Regions from separate parts of the Triticum aestivum genome. Here region 1 is linked to region 2. Evidence: chromatin contacts called from public Hi-C data. All regions are on one chromosome and are shown on one strand. The core of a region is the stretch at or near the end of the contact, and the rest is flanking DNA. Distances in the headings are between cores, read along the strand shown. Region 1 holds the start of LOC123155770 (phosphoinositide phosphatase SAC3). Region 2 holds the start of LOC543390 (sucrose synthase 1).

What was found. A called contact is a pair of places that touch in the nucleus more often than the background predicts.
Region 1: a contact with region 2 is called in a Hi-C map of root, with 10 times the contacts expected there. The contact joins the promoter of LOC123155770 here to the promoter of LOC543390 in region 2. A contact is called at or near these places in 5 of 5 Hi-C or Micro-C datasets (leaf, root and an unstated tissue).

What each region holds. Positions count from the first base shown.
Region 1 is chr7B:71,706,195-71,710,439 of IWGSC CS RefSeq v2.1, forward strand. LOC123155770 (phosphoinositide phosphatase SAC3) reads right to left here and starts at 2,758. Exons shown (of 16, transcript XM_044573903.1): 1 at 2,297-2,758; 2 at 577-781; 3 at 315-430; 4 at 1-128. The coding sequence starts at 636.
Region 2 is chr7B:71,511,960-71,515,887 of IWGSC CS RefSeq v2.1, forward strand. LOC543390 (sucrose synthase 1) reads right to left here and starts at 1,271. Exons shown (of 16, transcript XM_044577280.1): 1 at 1,055-1,271; 2 at 134-244. The coding sequence starts at 228.

The DNA.
Region 1 (4,245 bases), core at 1,508-4,007, 200 kb after region 2:
TTGTGTCATATAGGTCCCATCCTTTCTGTGGATCATTAAAATTCTTCTGGAGACTTCTCATGATATTGTACGAGTGGCTGAAAAAGAAGTCTTTCCTAAGATCTATTGTCTGCAAGAGCTTCTTGTACCTGCACGCATAGTAAACATCGTTTTATAAGGACACATAAAGTGTTGCATGTGGGTATAGGAAATACATAATTAAATATCAAGAAACAAAAATCAAATGCTTCACAAATAGAAAATATTGTCAGCAATCAAATTTTGTGAACTGATGTGAAGTCTGGGACAATATTGATATATGGGATACAACATACCTGTTCTCATCGTTGGAATTTAGAAGTGTTGGCTTCATTTTGGAATTAGATAACTCGATCATCGCAGTCTTGGTAACTTGGTAAACTGCATGGCCAAATATAGCACCAATTTTTCTCTGCTCGGTGATAATTAACATGTAATAAGGCCCAAGGAACTTAATGAAACCTGTACGGGAAATTTATCATTGATGCATAGTCATAACAAAAAGAACTGCCATCTATTAGCATGGTATCATTATCAGAGAAAGATGGGATAATTTACCAATGATTCCACAACAATTTGTAACAAAATTGAGTCCACCAGTTGACCTATGGTCTTCATCTAGAGTTTTTCGTAGATCAAGATATTCACTGTGTGAGTACATGGTAGAATCCTCATCTATGTTGAGCTCTGATGGCTCCATTCTATCAATCTTGAGTAATCTCCATAATGTTTTGTCAGTGTTAGTTCCGAGAATATAAAATTTCTGCAAAAAAAATAAATCACAGTTTAAGTATGATGAACAACATCAAAAGCAAAGTTACTTGCATCATGTTATATGATGTCAATAAAACTACAACTACCTCTTTTCCAAGATAGATGATGTTTGGAACACGTCCATTCAAACTTGTCATATATCACATTAATGGATTAAAATATACAACAGTTAGGTGCAAATCATACCATAAGGTTTGTCATGAAAAATAGTTGCACAAATTTATCTGTCAATTTTTACAAAAAATAATGGTCAAACATACACGCCGCACAATGGGCAGAGTAAAAAAAAATCCTCTACTTCAGAATAACAAATGTCCAAAGTGTGGGCATTCACACCGGAAACGAGCAAATATCCTGCAAAACCTCAAAATAAATAGTGTTTATTTAGCATTGACTGACTCCCAATTGGCCAACAGTGGTATTTTTGCACCATAGGATCAGAGAACCGGACGGCTCCTCCATTCCGCTAGCTCTACTGCCACGAAGACTGGAGGCGATAAAGCATTTCCTCGAAACCCCCAAGCCTTTGGTGATACATACCCCCAGACCCTAACTCCCCAACTCGCATCACCTTTGCATCAACCTTGCTATGGCTGCGAAACCGCATCCCCTACCCTGCCAGCTCTGACTCTAACCCGTCTCCCCTCCACTCAGCACCACCACATCTACATCGTCGCAGTCTTTGGCACAGGCTAGCCAGACTCGAAGAAAATGGGACAAGAAGAGACGAATTTTTTTTGGCTATTCAATTGTTGCCAAATTGAAAATAAGTCTGCAGTAAGCTAGCAGTTTGGTAGATAAGCAGTAAGAGATCACACAAAAGCAGCAGTGAGTAAATATTGAAAATAAGATTTAGAAACTAAAAGAAAAGGCATAAGGCTCTCGTCCTGGAATCAAAACTCCAACACTAACCTACAAAGCTATTTAGAAACAAAGAAAGCCTCCTCCATTTTGTAACCAGAGATGAACAAAACGCAACAGGAGAAACACAATTCCGTATCTCCCGGCACGGAATGGAACAACACCATCACACAGGCAGCTCTGGAAACTTCATAAGCACCTCTCGCGACAGTCAGCCTGTACCCCCCCCCAACCCCAAGCAAACCAAAATCACGAGCACAGGTCGTGAACGCAATTCCCAATCACAGAAGTGTCACGGAATGATCCCAAGCAAACCCATATCACGAGCAGCTGCAGCTGATTGACATCAGGATCGCAATTCCGAATCTCGGCCTCGGCCGTGGCAGCATGGAGGCCATCCAGATTCCAGGCGAGTCACAACCCGTGCCGTCGTCCACAGTCGAAGCCACGCGCGACGGCAGCCCCCTACCGAAACAAACGACCCGGTAGCTCGGCCATTTCCGGAACCACACGCTCGCCCGCCCGCCCGCCCGCCCGAAGCTCGCGCGGGGCGGGTCGCGGAATCAAGCATCAGCAAAGCAGGAGGCAACCAGAGGAGGAACGGCGTGGCAGGCAATGTGATTTTGGGGGGCGAGGCGCTCACCGAGTCGGTCTCGTACAGCTCGAAGCTCTCGAGGCAGCTCGCGTCCGCCTCCGCCCCCGCTTGCGCCATGGCGGGCCGAACGAACGGATTTCCCCCGACGCTGGCCGGCTGGGCCTGAACCGCCGCCGCGGGGCAGATCAGAGCCCCGCCGCCCCCCGCAGGGACCCTAAATCCGCGCCGCCCGGCAGCTTGAGGTAGAACATTCCCCCGGGGAGCCCGCGCGGATCACGGCGTCAGCAGCGCCCGCGCGGCAGAATTCAGAGCACGAGGGAGGCTTCCCTTGCCGCGGCGAATGGCCGCGCCCTCGGGGTTGGATCCGAGGAGCTCGCGAGCGGCCTCGGCGCGGTGGCGGGGTGGGGGAAATCTGCTGGGGAGGCGGAGGAGGGAGAGGGAGGTGGTGGTGGTGGTGAGGGAGGCCGTGGAGAGAAGGGAAGAGGAGATGATTATTTTCGCCTGCCCTCCCTCCCTCCCCTCTTTCTTTTCTGTTGGTGCGTTGGAAAAAATCCGTGAGGCGTGGTCAGGTCAGGTCAGGCCAGGCAGGGGGTAGAGGAGGGGCAGAGAGGGTGAGCTGGCCCGGCCTTATTGGGTCCGGTATTCTGGTTTTTTTTTAAAAACCTGTTAGATTATGTCATGTGTATACTTTTCAATTTTTGTAGTAGAAGCTTCTAGCTGTGGCATTGGGTTGTCTCTAGCTGTTCGAGTTTTATTGTCAGCGTGTTTCTTTATATATATCCCTTAAATGCTGGGGAAAAGCCGTTTGAGACGATGCTTTGGCGGAAGAAAAGCGAGATATTATGAGCCTTTAGGGTGGAGAAAAATGATTCTCTGGCAACATCATAATAAAAATGACAAAAGAAATTGCGGTGGGTGTGATTTGAGGCTACACAAGACGTATAATATGACAATATGATGCCGGTGCATGCATTATTAGCCCATTTAAGCAGTTGCTGTTATTTTAAAAAGGGAGGGGAGGGGAGGCAGCGCAGGGCATATTCGGGGTGAAGGTGACAAGACGGTGGCTGATTGGCGCCGAAAAACGTGGCTGCAAATCCTCCACCTGCCTGCCCGCCACCCCTGGCAGCGCCGGGCCGGCCGGGCGGAGCCGCCGGCCGAGTCCGACGGCGGCGTCCGGCGGCAGCGGTTTGGCGGAGCACGGGCGGAAGGCGGAGCGTACGGGCAACGGCCTCGGCCAGGAATGCGCCACCGGTATTTGCTTGTACGCCATATAGTTCGCAACGTGCAAAATGCCAGTCAATAGCCAAGATAAGCACGCACATAACCGACCAGTCCACGGCCCTCGGGAGCAATCTACTGACGGGAATTGAGCAGCTCTGTTGTGTCCAGGGAGGGAGAAAGGGAAGGGAGAGCGCTCTCCTCTCGCGTGTTCCCGTCGCCGGCACGCGTTGCCTCGCGTGGACGCGACCGAGCGCGCGCGCGCGGTGGAGCGACGTGGGGCGGCCCGGTTGGCGCTCGCGCCCTCGGCCCGGGCGCCGGGTCTCTGGTGGTGCATTTTACAAAGCGCGAATGATTGGGGGGGCGGGGGTCGCCCGGCCAACGGGGGAGCGCCACGGCGCCGCGGATCCGGTTCCTCGGCCGGCCGGCGACGTCGCTGTCCTTGTTTTTTTCTCTGCTCTCTCGTCCCGAGCCGTTTCCGTTGCTGGGCGGTTGGTCTCGTCCCGCGTCCCGCGCGGAACAGCCGACCGCTGGATAGACCGACCGACTATGCATGGACGATTTGTCGCCACCGAACTTCTTTTTTTCATTTGGAGCGGTGTAATCAACTAGGAGCACCCCTACGCTACGATGAACTGTTGCTTACGTGCTGTGCATCGGTCGACGACGGGGCTGGTAATAGCATCTCCAATCAGGTCCGTCGCCGCTGAGCTAGGGGAATAGATAGAACGAGTGCACCTAAGATGAACTGTTGCTTACAGGTCGCCGACTAAGGG
Region 2 (3,928 bases), core at 21-2,520:
TAATGCTGATTTTGATGTGCTAAAAATTAATTAAAGATAGGGATGAAATTTGCACCATGTCAACATGTTTTGGTAGCATAACAGAGATTAGTTAGCTTCACATACAGGTAGACATATGTTTTGAGATCCTCACCTGGAAAAGAGTGCAATGAGCTCATTGGGATGGGAGGAGAAGGTGGCACCAAGGCGCTCCCTGAGGCTGTGGAGGCGGGTCAGCTTGGCAGCCATGGCTCAGGTCACAAAACTGGAGAGCAGGGTAAAGATCAGCAGTCAGCCTTGGAGAATCAGAACATTTACTTGCCCAAGAACCACAAGTCAACAGCCACTAGGATATCAACACTAGTCATATTACTGCATCACGCAAAAAAAAAAATACTACTGCAAATCAAGACTAATCAGAGGTGAAACATTTAGCAAGACTGGTAAAATCTCACAGATCGAAGAAATCAAAGTAACGCAAAGGTAAAGCGAGCATTAATCTTGCGCCTAACTTAACCAAGCACCGATTCCACACCAAACCAGTCGTTCTCTGAAGATGTTTCTGAAGAGAAAAAAGGGGCAAACTTGAGCAAGTGGGTTTACAGTTTTTTTTAGATCATCCATGCGATTAAGGCCGCAAAATGGCAGACAAAACCGAGACACATTTCTCAGGCAAGATCCCAGGCTAACCAAAAACTTCTCCCTGACCAAAAATCTGCTAAAGATGGCTCTAAAATTTTCTAACTGGCTCAGGGTAAAAATTTGGGGGAAAAGACGAGGAAGAGTACGCTCAGGAACCGTGCGAGGAATCTAGGAGGGATTCGGAGCAGAGAAGCCGAAAAACGCGTCAGCAAGGACCGGCGCGGGATTGAGGTGACGACCCACCAGAAACGAACCGCAAGACGTGCAAGAAACCCCCGAGAAAAACTAGCGCAGCAAGAAACCAGCGATCAAAGCGAGTGACTACCAGATTTCCGGCGAGATTAGCTACGAATCCGAGCAAAAGCACACCCAAGATGAGAGCACGGGGGGGTGGAAGGAACTGTGCTGACACCAGAGGCGCGGACAGACATACCAATGGGGAGGCAGTGCAGGGGAGAGGCCAAACGGAGGAGGGTTTCTGCAAGATCCAGGAGGACAAATAAATAGGCAAAACCCAAACCCCCAGTGGTGACCGCATTGGAGGGACAGGTGGTGGCTAGCTAGCTAGAGTGGTATTGGTATTGGTATTGGTAGGGCCGCCTCAGCTCACAAGCTGACATGACAGACATAGTGGATAACACCGAACTATTCTTCTGCCAAATTACAAAATACTGGCGGTACCTATCTAATGGGGTCACTAATTGCGCAAGGATCCAGTTAGCATATGCTGTGCCGTCTAATGGCTGCTTTTCCCTAAAGTGCCAAGCTTTTTTTTTTGGGAGAGAGCATAAACTGCTGCAGGTCGATCGATTTGGACAGGTACAGGTGCAGTGGACTCAATGACTGGATGGGGAGAGCGGATGGGTTCAATCGATGCAAATATCAAATTGGATTAGGTGGCGAAGAGGGAAAAAGTTTGGGATTTGACGGCGACGGGCCTAATTTACCTAGCTATCACCGGCACACGCAATGAGATTGTCGTAGAAGAAAAGCAAGGGGATTTCTTCACCCTGCACTAACGAGTGGGGCCCTGCCGCAACAACACAAATCCACAATCTAGAAGCTTGGTCTACAATCCGGAGGCCAGTGGGCACCCGGAGGAGAGAGCGTAAAGGGCATGTGCCGAAATGATGGGGAAACACCAAGGAGGTGGTGGGTTTTGACGGATGCCAACCAAGTGGCAATTTCTTTAGAGGTAGTAATAGCAGATGATCTCTATAGTAGTAGCACAATGGACGGAGCATAAAATGGAAAGTTGGTAGGAATAATCTTTCTGCGGAGAAAAGCAGCGGCTCTTGTTCTTGCGAAAGGAGAAATGCACTTGAGATGCCCGTCCGGACAGCGAGGCCGCGTCGGCGATGCCGGGACAGCCCTACGTTCCGAACAAGAAACAGGCAGAGGGCATCGCATCTCTTTCGGTCGTTAGAAGAAAAAACAACGAAGATGCCAAGAAGAAAGTGTGTTCTGCTTCCATGATAGAAAACCCACCCAGAACCAAAACCGAACAGAGGTTCTGCACTGCATACAAACTCTAACGGACCGGCATTGCGCCGAACAGAGGGAATAGCCAGGGCACATTACCTTGGCAAGAACACGCCACGAACGAACTCGACGGAAGGGAGCAAGATGAATGGCTTGTGTGGCAGATGACGGGGATGGGAATGTGATGAGGTGTGGATTGCAGGTTGCAGGAGGGTGCGCGTTTTATAGTGCCCAGAAAGAAATTAATCCTGGCCTGCGCAGCAAGCCATGGACGGACGACGGGCCGTGGTTTTGGATTAGGACGGATTTAATTGCATTCCATTGTTTCAGTTCCCATGGGCGCCGACCCGACCGAAGGATGGAAAGCGCGGCGACTCACATGGTAACTGATCCAAAACCGCGGAGGCGGCTTCCGGTTTTCGCACGATCCCCGCCTCGTTTCTTGGTTTTTTATTACCACCCGTACCTCGAGCTCGAGGGTGGCCGTGACTTTTCGTTTCTTGCGGGGTCGATCAGCGCGATTGGTTGGCGGGGCTTTCTGAAACCGCTGGTGGGTTTTTGTTAACTTTTCTTTGGGGGCAGGAAAGAAAAGTAGCTTTCGTTCGTTCGTTCGTTCGCGGCTGTGTCTTTCCACGAGAGCTGCTGCACAGCTGCGGCCTGCGGGTGGCGTGCCTGTTTCTGTTTGTGTGTATGGACGGGACTGCTCTGCAGTTCGCGGGCCAGACCGTCTCGATTTCGTGCGTGCGGCAGGTGAACGTTGCTTCTTTGAAATAACTCGTGAGCAGCCATATGTACGTGCTTCTGGATCGTCCCACGCGATTTTGGTTTCTCATTCAAGTCCGGTCAGAGCTGTACAAGGTTGGTGCGGTGTGTGCCCCGTCGGTTTGGTATACTCCCTCCGTAGAGAACCGAACGCTTTCTTATGCATACTAATGTACATTTTTTTTTTCGAAAAGGGGAACTCCCCGGCCTCTGCATCAGAACGATGCATACAGTCACATTTATAAATAAAATAGGTTCAACAATGTTTTAGAGTCGTGAAACAAAATAAAGGCGAGCTCACATAGAGCCTCAACGCCAAAAAAAGAAAAGGCCATAGAGCCACAACCGGCTGGCATAATAAAAATAGGAAAACTAATCGCCTATCCTATTACATGACCGTCATTCAAATCGGTTGAAAATATCCCGCGCTACCATCTCTCACCGGACAGATCCAGTAACCAAACGCGCCCTGGCCTTCGTCGGAGTGAGTAAGGACCACATACGGATCAGCGCCGTAGCACGGAATACAACCTGCAAAAAATGAATAATAGTTATTCTGTTAAAAGCCAAATCATTTCTGCAATTCCAAATTGCCCATAACAACGCACAAACTTCTACACGAATGTGTCTAGCTGTATCAGACTCTATCCCCTCCAGCCACGTTCCAAATAACGAACTGACCAAACTCGGAGGAGTAATATTAAAGGCAATTTGCACGGTGCGCCACAGAATTCTCGCCAACGGGCACTCAAAGAAGAGATGCTTAATGGTCTCGTCCCGATCACAGAAACTACACCTACTAGATCCTGTCCAATTGCGCTTAACCAAGTTGTACTTTGTTAAAATGACTTGTTTATGGACAAACCACATAAACACTTTAATGTACATCTCGTGTAGCATAGGGTTTCTCTGCATAAAATCCTTCTAACATAGTTCCGTCATCTGGAGTTATGGTTAGATGATGTAGACATCAACAGATCGTACGTCCAAAGAAAAGATTAAAGACATAGAAGAAAAGTCTGGTTTTCTTATCAGTGTATGTCATCTTCAAGCTCGGGGACAA